Linked DNA regions of Mus musculus: all the other regions are linked to region 2. A link is a contact called in public Hi-C, HiCAR-type and promoter capture Hi-C data. All regions are on one chromosome and are shown on one strand. Each heading gives the region's core, a stretch centred on a gene start, on an enhancer-like site or on the middle of the called end of the contact. The rest is flanking DNA. Distances are from core to core; before and after follow the strand shown.

The links. Promoter capture Hi-C pulls out the DNA fragments that hold promoters and counts their contacts. Hi-C and Micro-C count contacts between places; a contact is called where the count stands out from the background. HiCAR-type assays count read pairs that join an accessible place to other places.
Region 1: a contact with region 2 is called in a HiCAR-type map of astrocytes, with 2.7 times the contacts expected there. The contact joins the promoter of Map2 here to the promoter of Pikfyve in region 2. A contact is called at or near these places in 1 of 39 promoter capture datasets (hippocampal neurons), 1 of 484 Hi-C or Micro-C datasets (cerebral cortex) and 2 of 115 datasets of contacts at active chromatin or transcription factors (astrocytes and embryonic forebrain).
Region 3: a HiCAR-type map of astrocytes shows a contact between it and region 2, with 3 times the contacts expected there. The contact joins the enhancer-like site here to the promoter of Pikfyve in region 2. A contact is called at or near these places in 2 of 39 promoter capture datasets (hippocampal neurons and pre-B cells) and 4 of 115 datasets of contacts at active chromatin or transcription factors (astrocytes, embryonic forebrain, large pre-B cells and 1 more).
Region 4: a contact with region 2 is called in a Hi-C map of B cells, with 11 read pairs. The contact joins the promoter of Kansl1l here to the promoter of Pikfyve in region 2. A contact is called at or near these places in 18 of 39 promoter capture datasets (the 3T3-L1 cell line, the C10 cell line, the HPC-7 cell line and 12 more), 27 of 484 Hi-C or Micro-C datasets (B cells, CD4 T cells, CD8 T cells and 21 more), 23 of 115 datasets of contacts at active chromatin or transcription factors (the 230-238 cell line, DN3 thymocytes, the SCID.adh cell line and 19 more) and 2 of 9 other capture datasets (adipose tissue and liver).
Region 5: a promoter capture Hi-C map of pre-B cells shows a contact between it and region 2. The contact joins the enhancer-like site here to the promoter of Pikfyve in region 2. A contact is called at or near these places in 10 of 39 promoter capture datasets (the C10 cell line, cranial neural crest, frontonasal cranial neural crest and 6 more) and 4 of 115 datasets of contacts at active chromatin or transcription factors (astrocytes, bone marrow-derived dendritic cells, embryonic limb bud and 1 more).

What each region holds. Positions count from the first base shown.
Region 1 is chr1:66,319,506-66,324,836 of GRCm38.p6, forward strand. It overlaps Map2 (microtubule-associated protein 2), which reads left to right and starts at 2,219. Exons shown (of 15, transcript NM_001310634.1): 1 at 2,219-2,637; 2 at 2,899-2,963.
Region 2 is chr1:65,185,368-65,191,009 of GRCm38.p6, forward strand. Pikfyve (phosphoinositide kinase, FYVE type zinc finger containing) reads left to right here and starts at 1,318. Exons shown (of 42, transcript NM_001310624.1): 1 at 1,318-1,466; 2 at 4,952-5,132. The coding sequence starts at 4,961. It also overlaps a transcript of Idh1 not described here.
Region 3 is chr1:66,891,402-66,897,391 of GRCm38.p6, forward strand. No RefSeq gene overlaps it. Among named protein-coding and RNA genes, the nearest start is that of Gm25832, 28 kb to the left of the region's middle. Within about 2 kb of position 4,485, at least 76 of the 459 cell types and tissues checked have an H3K27ac peak or open chromatin away from gene starts, as enhancers often do. A contact at or near this core is called in astrocytes, hippocampal neurons and pancreatic cancer cells, where this site is marked.
Region 4 is chr1:66,813,448-66,819,017 of GRCm38.p6, forward strand. It overlaps Kansl1l (KAT8 regulatory NSL complex subunit 1-like), which reads right to left and starts at 4,148. Exons shown (of 15, transcript NM_001122738.1): 1 at 3,927-4,148.
Region 5 is chr1:66,755,253-66,761,094 of GRCm38.p6, forward strand. The region is part of intron 6 of Kansl1l (KAT8 regulatory NSL complex subunit 1-like); the gene reads right to left. The region is part of intron 1 of Gm46093 (a long non-coding RNA gene); the gene reads left to right. Among named protein-coding and RNA genes, the nearest start is that of Gm46093, 20 kb to the left of the region's middle. Within about 2 kb of position 4,134, at least 6 of the 459 cell types and tissues checked have an H3K27ac peak or open chromatin away from gene starts, as enhancers often do. A contact at or near this core is called in pre-B cells, where this site is marked.

The sequences.
Region 1 (5,331 bases), core at 969-3,468, 1.1 Mb after region 2:
TCTTCTGGAATGTTCCCTGAGCCTTGGGTATAGCATTGCGATGTAGATTACCAATTATGACTGGGTACACCATAGTCACTTATTCTCTATGTTTTGATCAGCCCTGGATCTCTGTGATTCTGCATTCTGATGGGGCAAGAAATTTCTTTGAGAATTCCTGAGAACTGTACTAATCTATAAGTGAAAGGACAGGGATTTAGAATGTAGTTAGGAATTAGATTAATTTAGGAAAATAGCAGGAGTAGCTTCTCCTCGAGGGTCTATGACTCTCCTGCCATGTGTAGTTGGCTTGAGCCACACACAGTACCAGGCATGAATTCCTTCCTATTAAGCAGTCCTTAAGTCTAATTAGACAGCTGTTGGTTATCCCCCCAATAAAAATGTTGTTATTATTGCACCATTGAGAATATCTTATCAGGCCAGTCATTTTTGTGATTCATAGGCTGAGGAAAATCACTTCTTAAATCTGTAGTAAAAAAAGATTTTTGACTGACATCTCTACCTCTACATGCACATAGATGAATACATGCATACACACACACTGACACACACACACACACACACACACACACGCATACACACACATTGGCATGCACACATGCATGCATACAATACACCTGGACTTCCAGTTTTCCAGCATCATTGTTTTAGATAACCCCAGAAAGATTTACATTGTGATATATACGATCAACATGGGAACCCTGGCTCAGTTTGATATTCCACTTTCATGCTTGTAAAAACAACAATGCCAATAATGTCAGAAGTCCCAGGCCCTGATGGTTAAGCTGGGTGAACAAGATAGATCTGCAAAGGGCAGTTGATCCATCTGACTGCCAGAATGTAAAAGGAAGAAGGGCTGTTGCTATGATCACCCAAGTTCTGTGGCCTTATACACAGTCCAGCACAGACAGTAGGCAAAGCTGGTTCGTAAGATTAGTGCAGTGTGTCCTAAAAGGGGAGAATGTTGCTTCTGCAAATGAAAGGTTGACAAGATCAAAGGCACAGGATCTTACTGGATTCTGTTTTGCCTTCAAACAGCATAAGAGGAAAGAAGAGAAAGTCACTTGGTGAGAGGGGACAGCCCAGTGGGCTAGTTAGGAAGCCAGGCTGCTGCCTCTGTGTGGGAATTAGGATGTAGTAGCCCTCAGGCCCCAGCTTTCTCATCTGTGAGGCTGAGTGATTTCTGAAGATGCAGATATGGATTGGATCAATCCCATAGAAAAGAAAAAAAATGAATATTTATGAAAGCAAAATTAGCTCATGATCAAAAATGGGGAAGAACATGGCAGCAGGAAATGAAACTCCATCTTAATTGAATTGAAAGCACAACACAAATCTGTCAGAGGCAGAGCTTTCTAGAAGGAGGAGAAGGAACTGTATCCTTTTGTCTCCAGATTTTCTCCACTGTACTCCTGTTCTCTCTTCCTGGCATCTCCCTTCTCTCCAACCCCCACCCCCTTGCTTTTTGTTTCCGGTAACCATGGTGATACTTCCTCTCAGCAACCTTCTTTGCAGCTGGCCCTTTTGATACACAGAAAATTTACTCCATTTACTGGTTCAGGGCTCTAACAATGCTTTACCAATTCATCTATTAACCATTTTCTCCAGGATAATACAGGTGAAGAATTATTCTACAGTTAAGTCCCCTACATAAAGCACACTGTATGACAGGGATATTCAATTGTTAATTTCATTTGCTAACACGAAGGGGAGACTGGTTATGCCAAACACTGAGTTCCCTGTAATAACCTTCACCTCAGGGACAGCAAAGTCCCAGTCCTCAAACTGGTTGTCACCTTCTTTTGTATGGAACCAGAATAAAATGATTGCAGAGGGATATCACATGGCTAGCCTTGAAGTGACACATTGCCAAGCTTGTAGTTATCATATTTACAAAGCCTTTGAATTTTCTGTAGAAAAATATATACTAGTATATACACTTCTTTAATACATACCTTTTTGGGACATAAATAATAATATGGGATAGTTTTTAAATATTGTATTCATCTGTCAATGACAAAACCTCAAACTATCTCTAGTATACTTCATATAGATAATAAAATTCCAATTAATGATCATTTACTTATGTCCAGTTTGTGTAGCTTAACTTGCCTGTAATCCTATATTCCTGAAAACGAGTCTCTCTAAGCCTGCCCCGCCCCCACGTGTGTGTGTGTGTGTGTGTGTGTGTGACACAAAGGAGACCAGATGATGACATTCGTAGGCTTATAGACTTGACTCCTGGGGACACATTTGGATGGAGGCAATTAAAATGCCTGTCAGGCATTTGGTACCAGAAGTCCCCATGGCAAACCGCTAAATCCTAAGCCAGAGGCAGCATCCTTTTGTCAGTGAATGATGGCGGAGCTGAGTGGCTTGTCATCATTCTCGAAAATTCTAAGCCTAGTGAGCTCTCTCTCCCTCTCCTACTTGCCTTATTTTCCTTTCCGCCACTGCGGGGACTTTTTCTAATTTGCAGCTTCCCTTTCCACGGCACACACAGACAGGAGCTGGTGGCTTTCAGACTGCGTCTGTCTGGAGCTAGCGACACAGAACAGAGGGAGTGTTCCTGAAGCAGGGTTCTGCGGTGGCAGCTCTTACAGACTCCATTCGAGGGGTATTGCTGCATATCTACCGGTAATGCTTTAGGGCTTTTTACATTTTCTTTTCTTTTTAATCCACGTTTTCAAAGGATCAGCTTTATGTGGCCTCGGAATACTGTGTTTTAAATACGTTATTGAGCTTAAAATCCAAGCGCTGCCTTTTTTGTGCTCCAGACTCCAAGGCATACATTTATTATCTGGATATCAAGGATGAATGGACTTATTGGTGAGTTGTGATTTTTGATATTTATCTGACAAACCTATATGTATATATGTGTTTCTTTTGTTTCTCTAGGTTCCTCAGCTTGTCTCTAACAGAGGAAGCACTGATTGGGAAGCACTCAGTCAGAAAATTAAAAGGTACTGCATGATTTATTTGGACGTTTAAAGGAAGGGCAATTGAGAAAGAATTGGAATGCTTTTATTTTAGGTTTACCCTCATGGCTGGTTTTTTATCCCAGAGTGGATTGTCTGATCTTTGTCTAGAAGATGTAGGAGTTCTTATGCAGATTTCACCATCAGCCGAGGCTATTTTGAATAGAAAGTATCTAAAAAATATATGCCTTTTGTCTATGCTGCAAATACTAAGAAATATCAGCTTGCCTAGCTCATCTGTAATGTTTGGATTTTTGTCATTGTGACAGTTAACAAAATGTCTGAAATATGTGTATCACAAAGAAAATATATTTATTTGAACTTAAGAGAAACATGTTAAAAATTATTTTAGATGGAGGTTTCCTGTGGATCCATGCTTTAAAAAATAAATATTCTAAATAAAATGGTTCACCCTTTTAGATGGGAAGAGCTTTGGAGACTGAAGCCCAGGGATGACTCAGTGTTGTGAAATTTGGTGAATAAAATATTATAATTTCTATACAATATCTTTAGTATACAACAGGAAATATATTTAAAGTCAGAAATGGTTAATTTTCAAAAGAGCTTAGTATCATATGCTTTATTCAGAATTAATAACATAAGAAAATAGATCCTTTCTCTTGCTATGAAAGCAGTTGAATCCATTGATCTGGGCCTCAAGCCTTACATGAAAAATAATCATTTTTAAACTTAGCATGAGGGTGTATATTGACTTGAAAGGGCAGTTATGATTACTGCCTGCTCTTTAATTTTTTAACTTTATCTCTGACTTTAACATATGTTCTTGTCCACAAAACCTATATAGTAGTCATTTACCAAAAAAAAAAAAAAAAAAAGATGAAGAAGAAGAAGAAGAAAGAAAGAAAGAAAATGGAAGACATTTTCTGCCTTCCTGAGGAGAGACCAGTCAGTGCCACCCTTAAGCCTTTTCCTGGCATCCCGATAGAATCCTCCTTAGAATTCTCCTTTAAGACTGTCAGTTGAAAATATTTCATACTTTTAGCTTTCTAAAAACTATACTTTTTAAAAAATGGCTGAGACAACCGCTATAAGCTTGAAAGATTCTAGCCGTGAGAGTGTACACCATGAATCGGAGGATTTACAGCAGGTTCATTTTCTCTGCAATGGGTAATCACGAGCGACTTAATTTATTCATCCCACAAGCATTGCTGAAGAGCCCGGCTTCTGTGGGTAGTCCCAGCACAAGAGAGGAAGAGACACATGGCACTGTCCTCAGGCTTCCAACGCGTAGGCTCAACCATACATGATTCTGAACAGGAGAAGGAATTAAAATAAATAAATAAATGAGTGTGCTCTCCCAAGAGATGCCACGTTTTGTTCTTAAAGACAAATGACATGAAATGACATGGTTATGCATTTTCCTTGTCTCAGAAATTCGTCAGGAGAATTATGTATCTAAGCCTCAAACAAGCCCCATCCCTACCTCCATACCTCTTGGATGTGGGACAAATCATTCTTTTTGGAGGTTTCACTTAGAGTAAATGAAAATACTTTGTTGTATTTGATGAAAATTGTCTATTTCTTTCTTTATTTATTTTCTGACCAAACCCCTGTAGAACACACACACACACACACACACACACTCACACATACACACACACTCACACACACATACACACACATACACACACACTCTCACACATACACACACACACTCACACTCACACACACAAATGCATACACACACTCACACACACTCACACGCACGCACACACATACACAACACACAACACACACACACTCACACACACATTCACACACTCTCACACACACACACTCACACACACACACACACTCACACACTCTCACACACACACACACACACTCACACACACACACACCACATGGTCGATTCCTAGCTTTCAGATGTATATTTATTTTGAGCTTTGGGATATCTGTGCTAATTTAAAACGATGAAATTATCAACGTCCTATTCAACATGAAGTCTGCAATATACTGCCAACATGAACTGCTCAGCTCCATTGCATTTTTCTGTAGGCACTGGAGGGCTTGCATATGACCACCAAGAGGCCTCCCTTGCCTCCTTTCCTATGGCCATTTTGAAAACATCTATGGGGTATGCTGATGGACTTTCTGTAGAACAAACCTGTTTGGTAAAATATCTGTTAGTGAGTCAAATCCAAACAGGCTTGACTTCCAGAGTTGTAAGGCCGGTCTCAGTTCCGTGGCATGACTAATCAATATTGTCTGAACAACTGTTAACTCTTTACTGAATTTTCTTTCAGTCATATTTTCACACCCAAAATAGTGGCTGAACTATAACAGTTTCAGCTAATATCTATTTAATTAATTTGTAAATTAATAAAATTTG
Region 2 (5,642 bases), core at 68-2,567:
TTTTATAATTTATTGTACGTTTATGGAATATTAGGGTCTGTTGGGCTAATTTAAGAAAAGATTTTTTTTTCTTCTTCTTAGGGAAGATGCTTGTGTATGTTTATGGGCCAAGGAAGGAGTTATTGGGAAAGGTTTGTTTGAAGAGACATTGCAAGCCCCCAGGGATATGTGTGAGGGACGTGGTTGGTGGTGGAGGTGGTTAGGTTAAGGATAGATAGTACCCAAGGTAGCCCGGTGTTTTGATTTGTATAGATGACAGTTAGAGTGGAGAGTGGAGAGAGGCACAGTAGTAATGAAGACCAATGCGGTCAGAGGACGCTGAGGACAAGATCCAAGAGCCAGTTAAGGATGGTGACCAGGAGTTGCAGCGTCCCCTAGCTTCAGGTTTTGATGGTAATTTCCAACGTTGAAACAAATCAAACAAACAAAAAACCAAAGCTGGGTGGGAAATGCCAAAGTTTTAGAAGAAAAGAATTCTCAGAATATCACCAACCTTCAGATTCCTTTCAATGCTCCCCTGCAAAGCCCTACGCTTTCAGTAAGCGGGTTTTAGCTTGTTTTCTACTTTTAACGGCACAGCCCTGTTAGCAGGACAAAAATAACGGGTCATGTTAATACTAAGCTGAGCAAGTCAGGGCTTGATAACTCTTATCTGCAACACAAAACCCGAATTAAAAAAAGCTATATTCAACCTCACTTGAGTCAGATTCTGTGCCAACTGCCTTTCATGCACAGTTCTACCTAATCCTCAAACAAGACCACCAAAAACATTAACAACAAAAACAACAACAGTAAAACAACAGGGAGTAAACGCAGCTATAATTAACCCTCCTTTACCCACCAGAGGTGTGAGGCCTAGAGAAACAAGCGATTTGTTCAAAGACACATAGTTGGTGTTAGCGGAGTCCTGAAAGGATCCTGAAAGCTAATTAACTACCTCTTCACTCTGGACTACACAGGTAGAAGTCGGTCCAAGAGAGCTCTGAGAGCGGTCCTAAATTATATGTGCTCACGTTGTTGAACACATACGGTAACAGCGACTGGCTGGCGTCTAATGCCTGGCGCGCGTGATGCTCACATGCACCGTCCTCCCCGCTTCCTTCAGGATGGCTGAGGCAGCGTTAAGTCCTCTGGGGGGAGGGGGGGGGGGGTCTAGAACGATACTCTCTGGGTTGGATTCTTTCAGCCTGAACATCTGATCGGAAGGTCTAGAGGGCGGAGAAAAGTAGGCGGAGCCGGCCCTTGGAGCCGGTTGATGATTGGTTAGAAGGGGTACTGGGCGGAGCCTTGAGGTGGTAGGCGGAAGCGAGAAGCCGCAGTTACCGCGTAAGCCTCTGGGCTTCTCGGCGCGACCGCCGGCTGCCTGAGAAAGCCGGCGCTGTGCTTGGCCTCGGCTTCCCGGCCGAGAGTGGTGAGGCGGAGGCCGGGGAGGCGGGAGGCCCGCGGGGCCGGGGCGGGAGGCGAAGGTAAGGGAGGCGGCGAGGCATGGGCAGGCAGGGCGCGCAGTGGGAGGAAGGCCAGCGTGGGTCGCGGAGCACCGCCGGAGGGATGGCGAGGGCCCGGGGCTCTGCGGCCGAGACTCGGCCGGCGAGCGGGGAAGACCCGCCGGGAACCGGCTGGCTTCTGAGCGCCCGGCGGCCCTGTGTGGCGAGACCGGCCGCGGGCCTCCTGGGCCATCTCCCGCCGAGGCTTCCTTGACACAATGGAAGTTCTCTTGCCTCTCTGTTTTCCTAATGCTCGAACTTATTTTGGAGGTGGACCATGTCATCCCTTCCTCTGAGCGGGCGAGCTCAAGTCTCAGGGTGCAGCCTACTCTGGAAAAGAAAGTTCTGACCCACAGAAACCATTCCATGCTTGAGTGTGTCCACCAGCTTAAATGCTGGTTTTTGCCATTTGAGGCTTTTATTTTTCCTTTTTAACTTTAACGTAGTCCTGTTTTGAGGAGGAGGCTTTGTTTCCGAGTAAGTCGTTTCCCCTTTCCCAAGAGGTTCCCAAGAAAGGTTGAAAGTGAAATTTGATGGATGCATTTAGGAATTTAGGGTCTTCTGTCCTATGTAGGTTCTTAGGACATTCAGGGGAAGATGGCAATTCTGCATAAAGCAGGTCATTGCTGTGTATCTTAAGTGCGTAATGTGTTAAATGATGAAGGGTTGCTTCTTCAGTTGGTGCATCTTGTGTTGGTAGAGGTAGACGCCCAGCAAACCTCACCGTCTTGTTTTACATTTATTTGAGTCTCTTTCTGCCTCTCCAGGACTCCCACTCTGTCCCATTCCCTCTCCCCCCCCCCCGGGGGGGGGGAGTGAAAGAGAGATAGACAGAGACAGAGACCGACACACGTGCGGGGTGGCGGCGGGGGTTGGGTGGGGGGAAGATAGTCTTAGTTTCTTTCTCTTCGATTCATTAGGTTAAGGCTTGTGACTAAGGTCAGGACTTTTCTGAGAAGCAACACTAATTTCCTGAGTCCTCCCCCTCCCTTTGCCTCTTTCTGGAAAAGTTACGTGGATCACACTGGTTTTCCTTTAATGTTTCTGTTGTGCATGGGTCACAAAATGAACAATATGCCTTTCTTGATGGAAGCTAACATTGCTTGTATTCAGCTGTCCTGCATTAATAGATAAAAGTTTGAGAATTATACTTAAGAAAAAAACACTCTAGAAAATGATTACACTGCTGTTTTGAATTTCACCTACAGTTTTCGTATGAGCTGATAGGTCAAGCTACACTTTAATATCGAATTCATTTTCTGATTTGCTTCACCAAGATACTCATTTCAAATCTGTGTATACCACACTAGTGCAGAGAAACACTGCAGAAGTTGTTGGATAAGTAGGTTAATATTTCTAATTATGTATTCAGAAAGAGCCATCCTTTACAGTATAAACAGTTATTATGCTGCTAAAAATCAGAGTTGTAATTTTTTTGGTTGCTGGTGGCATGTAATTATTAAGATTAGGTCTATGTGGTTGTATTTATGTTTTTAGAGACTGCACTTGATGTGATGTGTGTTTTCATGATAATTTTTTACTTTCACATGTCCAAAGGTTAAAGAAAGTTGTGGATATAGAAGACCTTTAGAAGTAATTCTAAGACTCTGTAGGTGGATTGGTTTTTGTGCTTTCGTTGGTGCTTTTGTGGACGTAGAATAGGTTGTGTTTGGAAGCATGAGGGTTTTCATTGCCATTACATCTTTTTTCTCTGGTGGTCTTTAAAACAAAACAAAACTTTGAGTTTTTACTTGATTAATCGCCATCTTAATCCTTTATGCTATAGCATCGAAGTTGTATGTTAGCTTGACACAAGCTGGAGTTTTCAGACAGGAGAGCCTCAATTGAGGCTTCATAAGATGGACTGTAAGCAAACCTGTAGGGTATCATCTTAACTAGTGATTGATGGGGGAAGGCCCAGCCCCCACGGTGGGTGGTGTCCATCCCTGGGCTGGCTGGTGGTCCTGGGTTCTATAAGAAAGCAGGCTAAACACTTGTTCATGAGGAACAAGCCAGTAAGCAGCACCCCTCCATGGCCTTTGCCTCAGCTCCTGCCTCCAGGTCTTACCCTGCTTGTGTTCCTTTCCTGACCACCTTTGATGATAAACAATGGTGTGGAAGTGTAAACTAAATAAACCCTTTACTCCAGACGTTCCTTTGGTCATGGTGTTTCATCACAGCAGTAGTAACCCTGACTGAGACAATACTTTACCTGATACTAGAGGTCCTCCTTCCCTGTCTTTCTTCTTCCCTTTCCTCTCTTTCCCCTACTCCATCGCCTTCCTCTTTTCTTTTCCTCCCCATCCTTTCCAATAAGCACTTGTTGCCAAAATTCCATCCAAGTCAGTGGTTTCATTTCTGTTTTAATTTACTAATTTGAGAGAATCTTGAGTATTAAGAGACTACAGTTGGCTAGAATTGGAAGTCTGTGAAGAATACAAATTTTTTTTGATAGAAGACTGTCAGAGAATTTTGTTGCAAGAGTTGTATAGTCACAAGTCTATTTATTACTATCTCTGATTCACCCAAAAGAAAACTGTTTTAGTTGCCTCAATTGTTAATTATAGTAATAATACTTACTTATGTGACTTCTAGGAGTGTTGTGAATATAAAATGAACCTATACATCTGATTTTGAAGGAGAAAACAGTTTTAGGAGAATATAATGCCCTTTTTTCTAAAGTATAGATAGATTACAAACTTTAGCATTTTTTACTAACATAGCAAAGGATATTTCTCTTTAAACTTTCAATCTAAGAGGGGAAGAGCCTCAGTCCCTTCCTATGACTTTATTTCGTGACTAGACTCACTGCTTTGGCCCATTATGCTTTCTTGGTTACTTATAAGCAAAAACACCTTTTAAGAAGGTCATACCTTAATGTCTTTTGAGTTTAGGCTTATAAGGTAGTTGTGGAAATCCCAGGTTCCTGTGCCTACGAGGAGAGAAGAGGAAGCCTGTTGATTCGAGCACTTGTCACAGGCGTTGCCAAAGCCCTTTGCTCAGATTGCATAGACATGTCCTGCCAGCTGACTGGCTTTCTTTTCCTCAGATACATATGTAAAATGAGGCTGAGTAGTTTATGTTATATAAAGTCAGTTTCTGCTCTAACTTTATAAAGCTATTATTATTTTAACAAAAAACCTTGGACACCTATAAGTAATGGGAAATTTTTTGTCTGCTCATATTTACGTCTTACCTGTAGATTTTAAATTAACTTTAATTGTAAAGAGAATAAGAATGGTAATATTTGAAATGAGCTCAGCCACATACATGGTTTTAAGTGTTGAGGCTCTTTCCATTTAGACAGTAGTAATTTTTAAGCCTCAATTTTTGAATATTTGGACATAGGTCTCCTTATTCTTTTGTGTTTTGATAAGAATTGTCACGCAGGGGGGCTGTTTGGTTATTTGCCTGTTCTTGAGATGGTTTCTAAGGAATCTCTTTCCCTCCCTGCCCTTTCTTTCCAGACTCATGAAATGGCCACAGATGACAAGAGTTCCCCGACACTGGACTCTGCTAATGATTTGCCTCGCTCTCCTGCCAGTCCTTCTCACCTCACTCACTTTAAACCCTTGACTCCTGACCAGGATGAGCCCCCCTTCAAGTCAGCATATAGTTCTTTTGTAAACCTTTTTCGTTTTAACAAAGGTAAGATTACATCTTAATAAACCTCATAAAATGCAGTTTGAATTCTCTGCATTCCCTTTAGTGTCTTGCTGTGTGGTTGTGAGAATGTGAAATATTAATAAGGTGGTGACTTCAATCTCAGGTCACCAAGTCTTTCTGTCTAAGAAGGAAAAGATAGCATTTCATTGTAATCCGATTAATTATTTGTGTAAATTGAATTTAAAGTGGTTAGGGAGGTCCTTTTTAATGAGAAAACATTTGTTCTACATATTTTCTATCAATGTGCTTTGACTTAAGCTTACAGAATGAAACTTGTTTTGAGGGAGGCATTGGTAATAAGATTTTAAAGCAATAATATTAAGCAGCAGTATATGGTTTGTATGTTTAGAAACTTACAAGCTGACAGCAAGCATGTTGGGACTTATACTCATTGGATTGAGTTGTAAATGACATGAAATGAACAGATAATTTAAAGGATGAGTTCTTGAATGCAATGTTCATTGTTTTTAAGCAGAATTTAAAATATAGACA
Region 3 (5,990 bases), core at 3,235-5,734, 1.7 Mb after region 2:
TGAATTCATGAAATTCTTAGGCAAATGGATGGATCTGGAGAATATAATCCTAAGTGAGGTAAACCAATCACAAAAGAACACACATGATATGCACTCACTGATAAGTGGATATAGCCCAGAAACTTAGAATACCCAAGATACAATTTGCAAAACACATGTAACTCAAGAAGAAGAAGACTAAAGTGTGGATACTTCGATCCTTCTTAGAAGGGGGATCAAAATACCCATGGAAGAAGTTACAGAGACAAAGTTCAGAGCAGAGACTGAAGGAATGACCATCCAGAAACTGCCCCACCCAGGGTTCCATCCCATAAACAACCACCAAACCCAGACACTATTGCAGATGACAATAAGAGCTTGCTGACAGGAGCCTAAGATAGCTGTCTCCTAAGAGGCTCTGCCAGTGCCTCACTAATACAGAAGTGGATGCTCCCAGTCATCCATTGGATGGAGCACAGGGTCCCCAATGAAGGTGCTAGAGAAAGTACCCAAGGAGCTGAAGGGGTTTGCAGCCCCTTAGGAGGAACAACAATACGAACTAACCAGTAACCCCAGAGCTCCCTGGGACTAAACCACCAATCAAAGAAAACACAGGGAGGGACTCTAGCTGCATATGTAGCAGAAGATGGCCTAGTTGGTCTTCAATGGGAGGAGAGGCCCTTGGTCCTGTGAAGGTTCTGTGCTCCAGTATAGGGGAATGTCAGGACCAGGAATGGGAGTGCGTGGGTTGGGGTGCAGGGGAAGGGGGAGGGGATAGGGGATTTTCGAAGGGGAAACTAGGAAAGGAAATAACATTTGAAATGTAAATAAATAAAATATCTCATACAAAAAAAAAACCACACATTTGCTGCCATCTTCTTTCAGAACAGTATTGCCTTAGGATTAACACTGCTGTTGTAAAACACCATGACCAAAAGCAAATTAGGGGAGAAAGGTTTTATTTTGTTTATGCTTCCAGATCACTGTTTATCAACGAAGGAAATCAGGACAGAAAATAAAGTAGGGTAGGAACCTGGAGGCAGGAGCTGATGCAAAAGCCAAAGATGGGTACTGTGTACTCTCGTGGCTTGCTCATCCTGTTTTCTTTCTGTCTTTCTTTTCAGTTTTATTTCTTATTATTCTCTCATATATTACATTCCGACTTCAGTCTCTCCTCCACCCACTCCCTTAGTCTCTCATCCTCCCCTCCTCTCTCTCTCCTAGGTCCACTCCCCCACCATCTCCCCTTAGAAAAGAGTAGGTCTCCCAGGACAACAACCAAACATGGCATAACAAGCTACTATAAGATTATAAGATTATATGATAAGATCAGGCATGAACCATCACATCAAGGCTGAATGAGGCATCTGAGTAAGAGAAGGAGTCCAACAAGCAGGCAAAAAAGCAATAGACATACCACCACCACCACCACCACACATACATACACATACACACACACACACACACACACACACACACACACACACACACACACACACACACACACACACTCTATTAGGAATCAAGAACTACAAGAACTCCAAGCTACTCAGCTGTAACATATTTGCAGAGGATCTTAGACCCCTAAAGGCTCCCTGATCCTTGCAAACCCCTATGAGTCCCTGTCAGGTGAATCTGTGGGCCATGTTCTTGTGGTGTCCTTGATCTCTCTGATTTTCTGATTCCCCCATTCTCCCCCTCCCCAAACTCCACCTAATGTGAGATTCTGCATCTGCTCCCATCAGTTGCTGAATGAAGTCTGTCTTGTATCTATTCATCCTGCTTTGTTCTAAAATCTATGACCACCAGCTCAGGAATGATACCACCCACAGTGGCCCGAGTCCTTCTTTATCGATCACTAAATTGGAAAGAAAGAACTCAAAGTATCTTTATTTGCAGATGATATGATAGTATGTGTGTGTGTGTGTGTATGTGTGTGTGTGTGTGTGTGGTGTGTGTTTGTGTGTGAGTGTGTGTATGTATATATGTATATATGTATATGTATAATGTATATGTATATATATGTATATGACTCTAAAAAATTTCACCAGGAAGAAAACTCCTATAGTTGATAAACATTTTTTAGCAAATATTATAAAATATCTTGGCACGACTCTAATCAAGCAGTGAAATTTTTACATGATTAAAAACTTGAAGATATTGAAGAAAGAAATTGGTGATATTAGAAGATGGAAAGATCACCCATGCTCAGGGATTGTTGTAGGCAGTTGGTCTGCTGCTGCTATATTTAAATGCTAAACACTGGCTCTTAAGATCTCTTACCCACTCCTACACACACACAAGCAGATCCTAACACACACCAAGTGATGCTATGTAAACCTTGCTCCCCAATTTAACTGATCAATAAAAGGCTAGAGACTGTGATTGGGCAGTAGAGGGAGAAAGATGGGCGTTGAGGATCAAGTGAGAGGGTCTCAGGAGAGACCAAAGAGAAAAGAAGAAAAGACATGAAGAGAGGAGGAAGCCACCATGAGAAGAGATGGACCATGAGCATGTGGCCAGGAGAAACAGCAAGCAACAAGGAACATATGGCTGGGATGTAAGTTAAAATAGCTCTAAAAACCTGTCCAATCTAGACTTACAGCTTGTAAATAAAATACTTGGATTATGTGTCTTTGATATGGGCTAGCAAAATTTATAATTTCTATTACAGATTGGTAGGATTAATATTGTAAAAATGGCCATCCTATTAAAAGCAATCTATAGATTCAATTCAATCCCCATCAAAATTCCAACATTTTTTTACAGATCTTGAAAGGACAACTTTCGGCTTCATATGAAATACACAAACGCGCGCGCGCGCACACACACACACACACACACACACACCAAAACAAAACAGAAAATATTTTCTGTGTCTTTGACCTGTGTTTCTCCTCTTTCCTCTATTCCTTTTATTCATGGATTTGGTCTTTTCATAGTATCCCAAACTACCTGTATGTTTTGTGCCTACTGTTAAGTTTTTCAACTTAACAGTTTTCTTTATTAGCAGTTTTCATTTCTTCTAACTTGTCTTGTGTGCCTGAGACCCTTTCTCCTATTGCTTGTATTCTTCCAGTAAAGCTTGCCTCTGCAGTTATTGTTTGAGCTCTTAATATTTTCATTTCCAAGCAGCCAGATGAATTGTCCTACAGCTGGTGAGGTGGAGCATGCTCAAACACCAGAAACCTCAGACTTGTGACTGGTAGGAGTGGGGCTAGCCCCCTTTCTGTTTCCATGCTTCAGAGTACGTACCAGGAGACCCCAACCAGATGGTTACAAGTACAGCACATGGGATTCCTCCGCATGCAAATAGAGCATTATCAGCATCTTAGCCTCGGCCAATAGAATACATTTAACCCCCAAATCCCACCCCACTCCCTAACGTTCAAATATTCCCTGTCCACATGGAATAAATCATACAAGTCATTTTATCAAGGATGTTCTGAGACTGGCTTTTTTACTGAGCTGTAACACTTGGCAGGAGGCTCTCTTCTCTTGAAGAACTTCTGGACCCACCTGCCTGGCCAGGCTCCAATGTTCACAAAGGCTCACGTCAGAATGCCCTACCATCACCATCACCATCACCATCACCATCACCATCACCATCACCATCACCATCACCATCACCATCACCATCACCATCACCATCACCATCACCATCAGGGCTACCACTCTGGGACCCAGCACCCCCAGGTCACCTAGCCCACGCCAGCTGCCCAAACTTCTTTATTCCTCTTCTAAGAGCCAAAGTTACATTTTAAGTTTTAATTGCCTTGCCTAGAGACAGATACTTGCTGAAATGCTGGCAGCTATTGTTTATAGGAAATAACAAACCACATGTTGTCACTTCCCTAAACAAGTTTGTTTGACCCAACTGCACCAGATGTGCTTGACCACAAGTGAGTGTGTTTGTGTGTGTGTGTCGGGTGGTGGTGGTGGTGGTGGTACTTAGGCAAGAAATATATCAGGATGTATATTTAAATATGTCAGGGTGTGTGTTTGCCCCTGCTTGGATGTAGGTGGGAGGTATACAGGCAGGAAGTTCCTTAGGATATGTGCTTCCCCCAGAATGGACATGTTGGGAAATATTGTGACTTTACAGGGTTGCCTTTGTGAAGACTCTGCACAAGGTGACTCATGGTCATTTTCTGGGAAAGCAGGAATGGATCTGGCCAGAGTCCATCATCCTGCTCACTGTTTAACTAAAGCTTGCTTTAAATTTCACGCAAACATTGTGATAGTGTTCTTCTTCTCACCCAGTGGGATTAACACCAGATACGCTTTTACAAGAGAGATTACGTGTGACAACGAGCTATGTTCTTCAGCCTGTGCGTGTCCATCTGACTACAAAGCTTAAATGGTGCTGTACATTAAGTTCAAAGAACAGCAGGGTTAGGCAAGAGCTAGCAATTGTTTGCCTGCATTAGTTACTTTATGGTGCTGGTCAAAGAACGCCAATTAAAAACACATAGAAAGAATGCAGTGAAAACTGGCTGCCATCTGCTGGTGGAACATTTGAGTGACTCTAGGTCTGTCTTAATGTCCTTAGGGCTCCAGCATTCCTGATAGAAGGATCTACACTTTTGGCTACTGCTGGCACTCAGCCCCACCCAGATTCATCAATATTTGTTACATTAATAAATCAGCTAACAAACCTAAGTGCAGTGGTGTGCTGCTTTAATTCCAGCTCCTGAGGAAGCTGAGGCAAGAGAGCACTGCTTGAGCCAGCCATAAAAACTAAGTGAGAATTCATTTCAAGGAAAACGAAAATCTTAATAAACAACTAAATTAATGGGAATCAATTGCACTGTAAGCAACCCTGTGTGCGCCCCTCCAGAGTACACATTCTGGGGTTCTCGCTGCTGTGGGTTTTTTCACCTACGTCCACAGCCTGATTGACAATGGTAAATGCATTTTATAATAAAACCAGAAGATGGCAATAGAGCAACATAAATTTAAACACCAGCAGCTTTGTGTGGTTTCATGTAGCCTTTGTCCTTCAATACATGGCTAGAAACTGGCTCTCCAACCTTTTGTCTCCCAGTTCCCGTAAAGATCTTATTGTACAAGTGGGCTGAGACACAGACTGTCCTTAAAAGAAAACAGACCTCCCCCCCCCACCCCCCAAACCAGAACAGGCCAATAACAAAATTCCACACAGCGTCAGCTTGCTGTGTGAAGATGAATATAATGAAACCTTTCTCAATTGGGCGAATTTGTGTTTTAAGAATTTTATGAGAATACCAAGAGGAAGTGTGTGGGGGTGGGGGTGGGAATGTCCAGGACACGCCCAAAGCAATCTGTGGTCATATTTTTGCCCCCATTTTCTGATGTGTGAAGTCCCAGTATGGTTAAGCACTGAGGTTTGTGGAAAGCTTCCAGGTCAGTGTTATCTTCCATTAATAGTCTGTGTGTGCACAGGCGAACTCTTTTTCTCTGACATTCAATTTCCTCTTCTGTGAAAAAAAAAGGAGTAATAATAATAATGCCCATTATCTCGTGGTGATGTCAGAAGGATTAGATGAAAGGATACATTTAACTCTCTGACGGTAATAGGAAGCTAAAACAAATTCGGGCTTGCCATCACATTTGCATGAAAGAAGCTTGCTTTGTGCTAGTTTTTAATTGAATACCCATCATTGGATTGTATCCATCCTCCCAACCCCCCCCCGCCCCGCCCCCCCCCCCCCCCCCGCGCCTTTAGTTTCCTGTTAAGTATGTAGTTGAAGCAAAATGAAAGAGGCATAAAAATGTCCACGGGCAGGCTGCAAGTGCATATCTTCAGTGCGAGTTAAGTAACAATGGCATTCTATCCGAACTAGGAGAGTATGGTGTTCTCGCTAGTGTTTCTTCCGTGCCCAAAAGGAACACTTTTATTAGTAACACTACATTCAATCAATCTCTTTTAATCAAATTACCAAACACTTGCCTGTCTGTTTTCCCTCATTGTTGATGTGATTAGAGTTTCATAGAGCAGGTCTATGCAAAGTGGTGATACTTGGTCTTAT
Region 4 (5,570 bases), core at 2,898-5,397, 1.6 Mb after region 2:
CCATCTTTTAAAATGTTTTAAAGTATTAAAAAATAGGAATTAATGAAAGCCATAAGTACAAAATATAGCATATTTCCAGATATCTTTATGTATTCTTTTAGGAGAAGTCCCTGTTCCCTACAGAAAACCCTGCAATAACTGGCATGAGCAGAATATAGTTAGCTCAGCACTTTGTAGTCTATGATGTTTATAAGCTTCTTCCACTTTGAAAACTATGCCTAAAAAGGAATTCTCTTTGAAGACTAAAGGAATTTAATTAAAGATAAAGCCACTTGGGTGGCCACATAACAGATCAAACAGCTCATACTTGAAGCAGAATTATTACTCTTCTTCTGTAAGTGCATGACTCATAAGAATAAAAATGAGGTTTTTCCTATGGACAGAAATTTGATTGCAGAAATTTACACTTAAAAGTACATTGTCATAAATTTGTTCAGCCCATTCATTTTGGCAATTTTACGTACCACAGTTTCCAGTTTTCTTTTTTTAAACTACTAAAGACATACCTATGAACTCTGGGTCCTATAGAGCTCAAAAAGAACCTGAAACATTACAAAGTTCATGAATGATTTAAAATATTCACAAATTTTCAATGCTATAAATAAGCTGACCTTTTGTATCAATATAGAAATAAGTGTTTTTGAAAATATGAAATAACATTTAGTATTCAAATTTTCCTTTGTGGCCAAGCAAAACCCCAACATGAAAGACAAACTAAAAGATAAGTTACAGGGTGGCTGTGACTACAGTGTGACTTCTAAGCTGACCCAGGTCTCATAGCAACATCCTGTCTTTAAAGAAAAAGAAAAAAAAAATCCACTATGAATTATCCTCAATTTTCACTATACATTATCAACTGGAAAGTATGGTATCATTCTTAATAACATGTTTTTGTTTTTATCTTTCATGACTAGGCAAGAAAAAAATCTGTGTCTGTGAAATGTTCCTTTAGTACAGCACTTAAGAGAAAACAGGAAGAAATTTAGAAAGTTATTCAGCTTCTTTCTCTTTCTAAATATAACATACTGAATAAAATATGAAAGATAATACTTATGAGTTATTTTGTGTGATTTTTCTATTATAGTACTATAATAAAGGCTTTAAGAACAGATAGAAGACATAACACACATTAGTCATAAACTGCTAATATCCCACTGTCATTTTGCACTACACAACAGCCTCACTCTTTGCTGTAACAATTTGATAAGCCAGATCAACACCAACCTTAAAGACAGCCCTAAACCTAAAGGAAACAACTTTCTACTTCTTCACCTGACACCTCATATAGCAAACACAGACTTATATGGGAAGGAACAAGATATGTGTAAACCCAAGAAGACATCATGACAGCATGAATGGCTTGCTGCATGTAAGGTTTACATGAAAGAATAGGCGACCAGCAGCAGGAATGCCATGGGCAGTAACTCTTGGGCTGTGAACAGTCGGGAACAAAGCACAGAACCGTAGACACTGCCTTCCTGTTTGTGTAGCACAGAGTCTATGGGAGAAATAACGATGATCAGGATGAAATGTTCACAGTAGCACCTTGGAAGCGTGGTGAGTGAGTCAAGGATATCCACGTGTAAGGATACACGCAGGAAAAGCAGACCAACATTTTGGATATGCCATGCTTATCAATGGCAAGTTACTGGAACATTTAATAGAAAACTATAAAGACTAGTGAGGCCTAGCCGTATGGAACAAGTACTCAAACAGCTCAATCAGTTACTACATTAGCAACTCTGTACTCTTAAGACAAAAAAGGAAAAGACAATTTCCTGACGGCTCACCGGTTTAAAAAAAAAAGTTTAAATATTTGCAGCCAATCGGCAAGTCTTTACTAGACATCCACTATTTGCTATACTCATGTGAATATGAAGTTTTCTCTCAAATACCTAACAGTAAGTTAGGAAATGCACCAGATACCACATACAGGTCAGTGTGGGAGTGGGAGTGGACAACAAGGTTTTCCCCATATAGCCAATCCTGGGTGATGAACTAGGCTATGGCAGGAGACACATTTATACCTCTATGAGTAAATTAATACATGCTCAAAATTGGGGTGTCACAAGAGCATAAAAACTTTAAAAACCGGCTCAGACTCCTATAAATCTAATGGGGAAAGGGGAGTATACTATTTCAAAGACTTGTGTAATAATTTACACAAAATATTAGAAAAACCCCAAACATCTGCCAATAGGAAAAACTAAAAATATACTCAAATGATGAAAATGTTAAGCAGTTATTAAAATCGTTTTTCAGAGAATATTTAATATTTCTACTTTTAAATTAACTGAAAACGCATGCTCTCCAGTTTTAGGGAAAATTATACATAGATAAGAAGTGATAGCAGACCTTGACAGTGATCTTTCAAACCGTGAAGAGAAACTTAAAGTTACAGCAGTTAGGCACACGTTCCTAGGTCAGCTCTAAAGGGGACCTGGATTACACAGCAAGTCCGGAGGCCAGCCTGGTTACATGGCCAGAAACAACACAAAAAGTGCAACAGATCTGGCGAAAATCAAATATCTTACTTCACGGCTTATTCTTAAAATTCCAAAAATATGCTAGCTTTGTTAAAAACTGACGTTATGTTACACCACCACATTACGTGGTGATTTATGCTCACTAACACAAGGCACGTGATCTTCATTACACTCTTTTAAGGCAGGAACTGTATTACGAAACGGTTTTCCAGAGGAAACAGATGTATCAGCAAGGCTGTGACTTGCCCAAGGAAACGGCTAGTTAGCTCTCTGGAAACCGCAGAAATCAACCCCCGGCATTACTAAACAGTCTGCGTTCCACACCTGCGCTTTTCCCCCTCCACTGTCGAATTATTTTTAGAACTACTTCTACCCTCAAATCCTGCCTGTTTTGCCAGCTGTGCTCAGGAACAGTTTCGGGGAAGTTATGTTGCTATCAAACTTGCCCTATCCAATCAGGATTTAAAAACCTTTCTACAAACACAAAGTTAAACTATTAAAGGCGGCGGCGGCGGCCAATCTTTCTTAGTCTCTCCGGCACATTCTGCGTCCAAGCTGGGGGAATCAAAGCCAGAAGGTGACTCCCACAACTCCAGTCTCCCGGGAACCCGCGATGGGAACAGCGAGGACAGGGAACCGCCACCGCGCCTTCTGCGGGGGTACCGAGGACGCCCACGCAGCGCCCGCTCCTCGCAAGGCAGATCCCAACAGCTCCTTCCCCGATTTGGGACCACACAACACCGTCCTGCATTTATTTCTCCTTACCAAACGCTGTTTCTTTTTTTAAAGCTAGCCCTCTCCCCTCTTGGGCACAAGCAGCAACACCAACTCGGACCGGTTACCTTTCAATAAACCACAACACTCCCTTCCACCCCAAACAATTCTAAAGGCCAAATCCATAACGGCCCCAAATAAGAAGAAATTAATGTCGCCGCTGGCCAGCCAAGCTCAGCGTTACGGAAAGCTTCCCACAGAGCGCCCCACACCCCCAGGACAGGCGCCGCTGCTCCAGCCTTGCGGGGGGCGGGGGGGGGGGGAGGGAGAGGGCGTGCCCAAGAAAAACCACGTGTTCCGCCTTCTGCGCACGCGCCAGCCAAAACAAAAGGGAGGCCTGCCAAGCCCCGCCCCATCCCCACGTGACTCGAATCCAGGCCCGCCCCCTGCCCCGCCCTCCCCTCCCCGCCGTGTCTGCCAAGGCTGTTAGGTTTAGCCGTTTAAATTTGGCTGCGGTCCGACCCCTGCCCCAAAGCACGGTCTTGTGCCGGGGCCCGCAGTCCAACGGCAAGCAGGGTTCGGGGTGCAAAGGGGGCTGCCCGGCGGACGCCGAGCCCGCGAGTCCACCCGGCGGTCTTCTCCGCTCTTTCCCGCCCCGCGCCGCCGCCGTCCCCCGCCGAGGAGACCCACCCCCCTCAGCCCGCCGCTGCGACGCCGGCCACTCGCCTGCTGGGGCGCCCTGGCTGCCCTCCGCCGCCGCACCTTCGGTCCGGCCGTGGTGGGGGCCGCCGAGGCGATCTCTAGCTGTCCGCCCGCCTCCCCCCACCCGGGGCGCCGCCGACTCGTCTCCAGAGCGCGCCCCGCTCCCGCCCCGGCTGACGCCGCCGCCGCGGTTTAACAGTCCGCCCGCTGCCCGCAGCTCCGGGCGCTCGGGGGACGGAACCCTACGGCGGAGGGAGGGGAGTGGGGGAGGGCGGGGCCCGGCGCCGGCCAATGGCAGCGGGGGAGGGGCGCGCCATGCAAATGAGACGGGCGGCGGGGAAACCCCGGCGGGGGCGGGGCCCGCGGAAGCCGCTGGGAGCGTTCTGAAAGCAGCCTGAGCGCGGTGGCCGAACTCTGCCGGCTCCCAGTGCGTTCCGCGCCGCCGTTGTCCCGCGCTCTCTCCACCCCGGTGCCAGCCCGCAAAAGTCACCCCGCCGGCCGTGCTGCGGGGCGCTGCGGTTTCTTTAGGTCTGTTACAGGAAAATAAGACCTGGAAACTCCGGGCGGGCAGGGCCGTCCTGGCCAGGCCGAGGGTTAAGCAGCCCTCAACGCTCCAACCTTTTGCTTCTATGGGTCCCAGAGGCTCGATCCCGAGTCATGCTCTGTCGGACCTCTGAGGACCTTAAAATAGGTGGCAGACCTGCCATGGATACATTTGAGTTAGCTTATGATTAAGGAGCTCTGCAGTTAACTCTGAGGTAGCGCAGACCAGCGGGATTTTAATGGAAACAGTTGGCTAGAGACAGAAACATCTCTGCGAGCGAGTCTTGCACCTGGCCCAGCTCGCAGCTCGCAGCTCACCACCGTTAAACGCACCCGGGCATTTCCCCAGGCTTGAACTTGATGCTTGAGAAAAAAACGATAGCCTAAATATAGCTCCTTAGATAATAGATTAGACGCTTTGCTAAGCAGATTTTCACTAGAATGCTGTAGGAAGTGAAAAGGCACTAGAATTTTTAGATCGATATATCACTTCTACCTTATTTATTTGGAAGGGCTTACAGGCAGGAGTGTATAGAATTGAAGTCATAAAGAAGCAATACTTAAGACATTACCAGAGTTGGAAAATTAACTGTTCTTTCTTTTTCTAGTACATGAATAAATAGCTGAAATAATTTTTATGATAAACTGCCTACAGTAGGGAAAATGGTTATAAAAATTACTCAGAACAATAATTGCTCAATATGGGTCAAGGATGGGCAGTCCAGAAAATAGATTTGCCTTCATTCAATTAAAAATCATGGACTAACAGTGTGTTGGAGGAAAAAGTAAACACTGGATATTTGTCATATTTAAAGGGATGGGTAAAACACTTAAAGAATGTGGTAGGGTCTGGAGTGATGGTACAAACCTTTAATCCCAGGCACAGGTGGGCCAGCCTAGTCTAGTGGTTAGGTCCAGGATAATCATAGCGACATACTGAGACTGTGTCTAAACCCAAAACAAAACTGCACAGTGGATGTATAGCCGTTTGAGAAGTCAACGGTGATCAAGCAGTTCTAAGATCCTGTATTCACCTGGGCATTCATTTTAAAGGCTTCACAAAAAAAAAAAAAATGGGAGGAAGGCATGAATAACTTAGAAAGCAGTACCCTTAGGTGGAGATGA
Region 5 (5,842 bases), core at 2,884-5,383, 1.6 Mb after region 2:
CCAGTCTGCTGATGAACTCACCAGTAGCAAACAAGGTTCAAGTTTTTACATTTTTAGCATAAACCTTTGGTTCCTCTTCATTTTTCGTCTCTTTGCATTACAAGCCTATTATGTTCTTTTTTAACTTATATACTAAAGACCCTAATATACTAATACTCTTATGCTATACCACAATACTCTTAATTAAGATTTTCCATATGACAAAATATGACCATTTTTCATACTTGAGGTTAGTTCTAATAGTTGTTTTGTCTATTCTTCGTAATATGCCTTGGAGATTTTTGTCAAATATTGAGTATGATTTACCATGTCATAGGAGGTAAGTAGACCTTTTATTATTATGTTATAGAAACTAAAAGTAATAATTGCTATTGCTATGAGTACCAAATACTTCAGAATATCACTTTATTAATATATATTCATCGGAAAAATGAGTTAATTATGACATTCCTATGTACATAAGATATTCTTTGATCTTAACTGTTCTCTTTACCCTGTTCCCATTCTTGTCTCTTAATGATCCTCTTTCTCTTCCCAAATAGTCATACTTTGTTTTCAACCTATTTTTAATAAAAAAATTTAAAAATCTAGATTCCAAATATGAGAGAAAACATGAGACAAACATTTTTCTGGGCCTGTTTGTTTCTTTGTTTGGTTTGCTTTTACTTATCATGATGATATGTAGTTCCATCTTTTTTTCCTGCAAATGATATAATTTGTTTCATTATGACTGAATAATTCACTCTGTGTGTGTGTGCACGCCCGTTAACACCTGTGGAAAGACAATCGCTGGGATAGGCAGAGATAAAATTGATTTTCTTACCAGTATGTTGACTTCAGATGTATGCCTAGGAGCTACGGTAGAGCATGAGATTATGCTATTTTTAGTTTTTTGAAGAATCTCTATACTGATTTTCATGGAGGTGGCATTAATTTATATTCCACTAATTATGTATATAAGCTGCTTATTCATTATTTGACAGAATTTATATTTCTGGCTATCCTGATGATTGCCATTCTGACTAAGGTGAGATGGGAATCTGTTTAGTTGTGGTTTTCATTATCCCGATGGCTGAGGATGCTGAACATTTTCCTACATGTTTATTGGCCATTTATACATCTTGTAAGAATTGACCAATTCATTAGCCCATTTATTGCTTAGACAGTAGAAGGTTTGATGTTCAGTTTTATAAGTTCTTTTTATATATTCTGAATCATTTGTTCTTGTGACAGGGCCTAATTATGTGAATCACTTTTCTCAGTATCATTTGTTGAAGTTGTATTTTCTGTAAGTTTTGTTTTGAACAACTCTTGAAAATCAAACTGTAACCATATGGGTTTGTTTCTTGATCTTCTCTGCCTTCCCAGGGGTGGTGAGTCTTTGTTAGCATGGCTCTATGAATTGCATTGGATCTATAAGAACTTTGGGTGGTATACATATTTTCACAATATTAACTCTGCTGATTCATTGGCTTAAGATGTCTTCCCTTCTCTAATCTTCCTTGGTTTCTTTCATCAGTTTTTTTCACTTTTCTATTATAGATCGCCATCATTTTTATAGTTCGAATTGTTTCTTATTGTATTTGAAGCTAATGTGAAAGGTTTATTTCCTTGATTTCCTTTTCAGCATAATTATAACTGTATATTAAAAAGTAGACTATATTTTATATGTTGATTTTTATATCCCACTATGTGTTGGGAATGTTTAGCCAATCTAAAAGTCTTATGGAGGAGTCTTTTAAGTATAATATCCAAACACTTGCACATACGGTTAATTGAATATTTCTTTTATGTTGTATGCATATCATTTTCTCATGCTTTACTCTTACGATCTAGATAAGAATTCCCATGATGTATTATATAAGAATGGGGACAGTGAATACCTTTGTCTTGCTTTTGATTTTAGGGAAAATGCTTTTACTTTTCCCCTTTTTGTATACTTTTGGCTGTACATTTGTTAGGCTGTGTGTGTGTATGTGTATGTGTGTGTATGTGTGTGTGTATGTGTAGTATACCACACACAAGTTGGTTTCATTTCAGAGATTTAGGAATGATTTAACATAAGAAATTAATAACTATAACACATACATATGTAAAGAGACATAAAGCACATGATTGTCTCACTGTTCCAATGGATAAGGGGTCCTTGACCAAGTTCAACATTTTTTAAATAAAATCCCTGCAGTTGGGAATAGAAAGAACATAATCATAGATAGATAGATAGATAGATAGATAGATAGATAGATAGATAGATAGATAGATAGATAGATAACATAATCATAGATAGATAGATTAAATAGATAGATTAGATAGATGATAGATAGATAGATAGATAGATAGATAGATAGATAGATAGATAGATAGATAGATAGATAGAGAACATAATCATAGATAGATAGATTAAATAGATAGATAGATTAGATAGATAGATAGATAGATAGATAGATAGATAGATAGATAGATAGATAGATAGATAGAGAACATAATCATAGATAGATAGATTAAATAGATAGATAGATTAGATAGATAGATAGATAGATAGATAGATAGATAGATAGATAGATAGATAGATAGATAGATAGATAGAAAGAAAGAAAGAAAGAAAGAAAGAAAGAAAGAAAGAAAGAAAGAAAGAAAGAAAGAAAGAAAGAAAGAAAGAATGAATACGTGGATGAGATCATGCCATGCTTTTCTACCCTCTCAGGCATTCAGTGAGAGGAGGGGTCTATTGTTCCTGGGATGGAAATGCCTTTATAAGTACACGGAATGCTGTTGTGTTGTGCTTGGCCTTCTGTTTGCACTTTTAAACAGTCTTGCTGTGTTACCCTCCATGTGTTCTCCATGTGGACTACAAACTCACCAATGGCTACTTGACACCTCATGTAGCTTCCTCATGTATTTAATATTCTTTCTTTGTTCTGTTGTTTGTATTTAACTCTAATGTGGCATGGAGAGCTTCTATTCTTGCCATATTATTAGGGCTTCTTAGTGCCTCCAGTGTCTGTTTCTCTGTATCACTGGGTTTGAGAAGTTTTCTGTTTCTCTGTATTTGTAAAGGTTTGTTATGCTTTTAGCCTCAAATTCACCTCTTCTATTAAACGTACATTTAGGTTTTTCAAAGTCACAGGCATCCTGTTTTGTTTTGTTTTGATTTGATTTGATTTGATTTGATTTGATTTGATTTGATTTGATTTGTAAACTAATCTCTAAATGTACTCTTGACTTTGTTTTTAATCCCTGGTTTGTTTCTTCTTCTTTGACCTACTCCATGTTTGATAGTTTCCACTGGTGGTTGTGGCTGTTGTTGTTATTGTTGTTGTTATTGTTATTATTATCATTAATTATTATTATTATTATTATTATTATTTTGTTTCTTGTTTGATTAAAGTTTCAGCAATTTTAATATAGGTCCTGCATTGACATCCACACTTCAGTCACCTGCTTTTTCAGACTTTCCTCTCTGAAGTCATTGGTCATATCTACAGTAGGCTTTTGAATTTCTTGTCTTACACTGTAATGATTTCAGCATCTTTGGTTTTACTTACTGAAGAGTTAGCTAAAGAGCCTTACCAGCTAAATTTTTCATTTTCTTGGGATTTTTATATTGTGACTTAGACATCTCTTGAGATGTATATGTATTTTTCTTTTCTTTATCTATTCATAACTTTTGAGAAGGTCGTTTTCTCTTGGGCTTATAGTCTGCAATACTCTTTAAAGGAGAGGAAGTAGAGATTAATAACAAAACAACTATTTGTCCAGAAAACAATTATTAAAATGTATTAAAATGCAAATTACTACTTAACCAACATCCTTAGTAAGATTATAAAGGGTCTCAGATTGTAATTACAAAAGAGGAAAGTTTAAGTTATTAATAATGCCAAAGCTACTACTAAAAATAAGTTGAAAAATTGGTGAGTTTGGAAAGGGGTAAGAGAGAGAGAATCAGTAAAGAAAATAGTAAAAGCATGAAAGCTATAACAGAGGGAGGAAAAAGCAATCACAAGAGCAGGCCAAGAGGAACAAAACCAAGAAAAATAAACAGCTAAAAAAGTGAAGAAAGAGAAAAGCAAGTTAACTGCCAGTATTTCCTTCCTGCTAAGATACTTGTGGGTTGTCTTTTTAATTTACAGTCTGTCTTCCACTTCCTGTTTCACTTCTGGATCCCTTCAGATTCCTCCTCAGTCAAAAGCCATACCTGTTCTTGTACTGGAGTTCCTTTAGCTTGGCAATAAAGCGTGTGAAAAGGCAGTATTCTTAATCTTCTGATTAATTTGCATCTAAAGTTTAGTGTATCCTTACACTAAAAGCTTACATCCTTAAGCTATGAATTTAACCAATGTTTCCTATTTACACACAAACACACCCACTTGTCTTCAGTGAAAGATTACTAGTAATAACAATAGGAAAGATGTTCTCTTTCCCTTGAAGAATCCTTGTTACAGATAATGAGGAAGCCTATTTCACATTGTCTTCCTCCTTACCTGCTAGAGCCATTAGCCATCCCCTCTCATCTTGAAGCTTTAAAGTGGCTGAGTCCATTGCGGAATGGAGGTTCACTCAAGACTGTGTACCATTATTAGTGTACATTACTAGTGTACCATATGGCTTCTGTGTCTGAATTTAGCTGTGACTCTTTTTGCACATCTCTAAATAGTTCAGGGTAGCAATTAGCCTGATAATCTCACATCTCTGATAGATCCCTGAAAAGGAACTAGCTTTTAAGTTGTTCACTGTTTTATTAGTCTAAAGATAGAAGTGATACTGGAATGAAACCATAAATCCTGAAAATGCCTTTTAATATTTAGAAGTCAAACAGAAGAACTGATGATTAGCTAAGTACTTCCTACATCCGGTTGACTAAAGAAGAGCTCTTAGCCTCTTCATTACATTGTTCCTTCTCAATGCATTGCCTTGAATCAGCCAGGATAGAAATGTTCTTACAGACTTGTACCCTCTATTCTCCAAAGGATGACACAGAACTGATACCATCCTAGGTGCACAGGAGTTAACTTGTTAGCTACTACCCTTTGAAATTTCAGTGGATGCTTCCTAGAGTAGGTTGGTTTCTTATATAACAAGAAAATAGCCATCACATTCAGAAAATCCAATACTGACTTTCTGTTTGTTTGATGTATTGCTGGGAATGAAGCCAGAATGTAGTGTTGGGTGGAAGGCAGATGCTCTACCATTGAGCTACATCCCCAACCTGATGAGTATCTTTATATAATCTATCAACCATATTTCAGTTTTCTCATTGTTCGAAGAATATTGTCCTGCTGACAATATTCTATTCTGGATCACATATTAATTTGTCATATTTCTCAATATCACAATCAAGAACAATTCTTCATGACATGACATTAAAAACTTTTAAGTATACCAAGCCAGTTGTTTCTTAGTTTGTCTAATCAATACTCATGTTTAAGTTAGAGTTATACACCCCTGCAGCTGGCTTTGATAACTTGGATGAAATATTTTCTGATTGTCAAAAATAAAATTATAAACCTCTGACAACAGGTAGGAATGGTTGTTGTACTTTTAAGTCTATGCAGATATTCTATTCTACACTCTCTTCAATCCTGACCCCAGGATTATTACCACTCTCTATTCTTGCCAGTCATTCTTTACTTTATCATCCATTCTGTATTTAACACCCTGTCCTATCTACCTGCCAGTCTATATTTACTATGTGTCATCAGTGGGAATTCATGATGCATGTCCTTTTTGTTTTGTGTTGTCTTGTGTTGTCTTGCTGTGAGACATTGTCTGATCTAGGCCACCATAGCTTGGAGCTCACTGTGTGGCGCAGGATGACCTTGAACTTTTCACCTCTTGCCTCTAC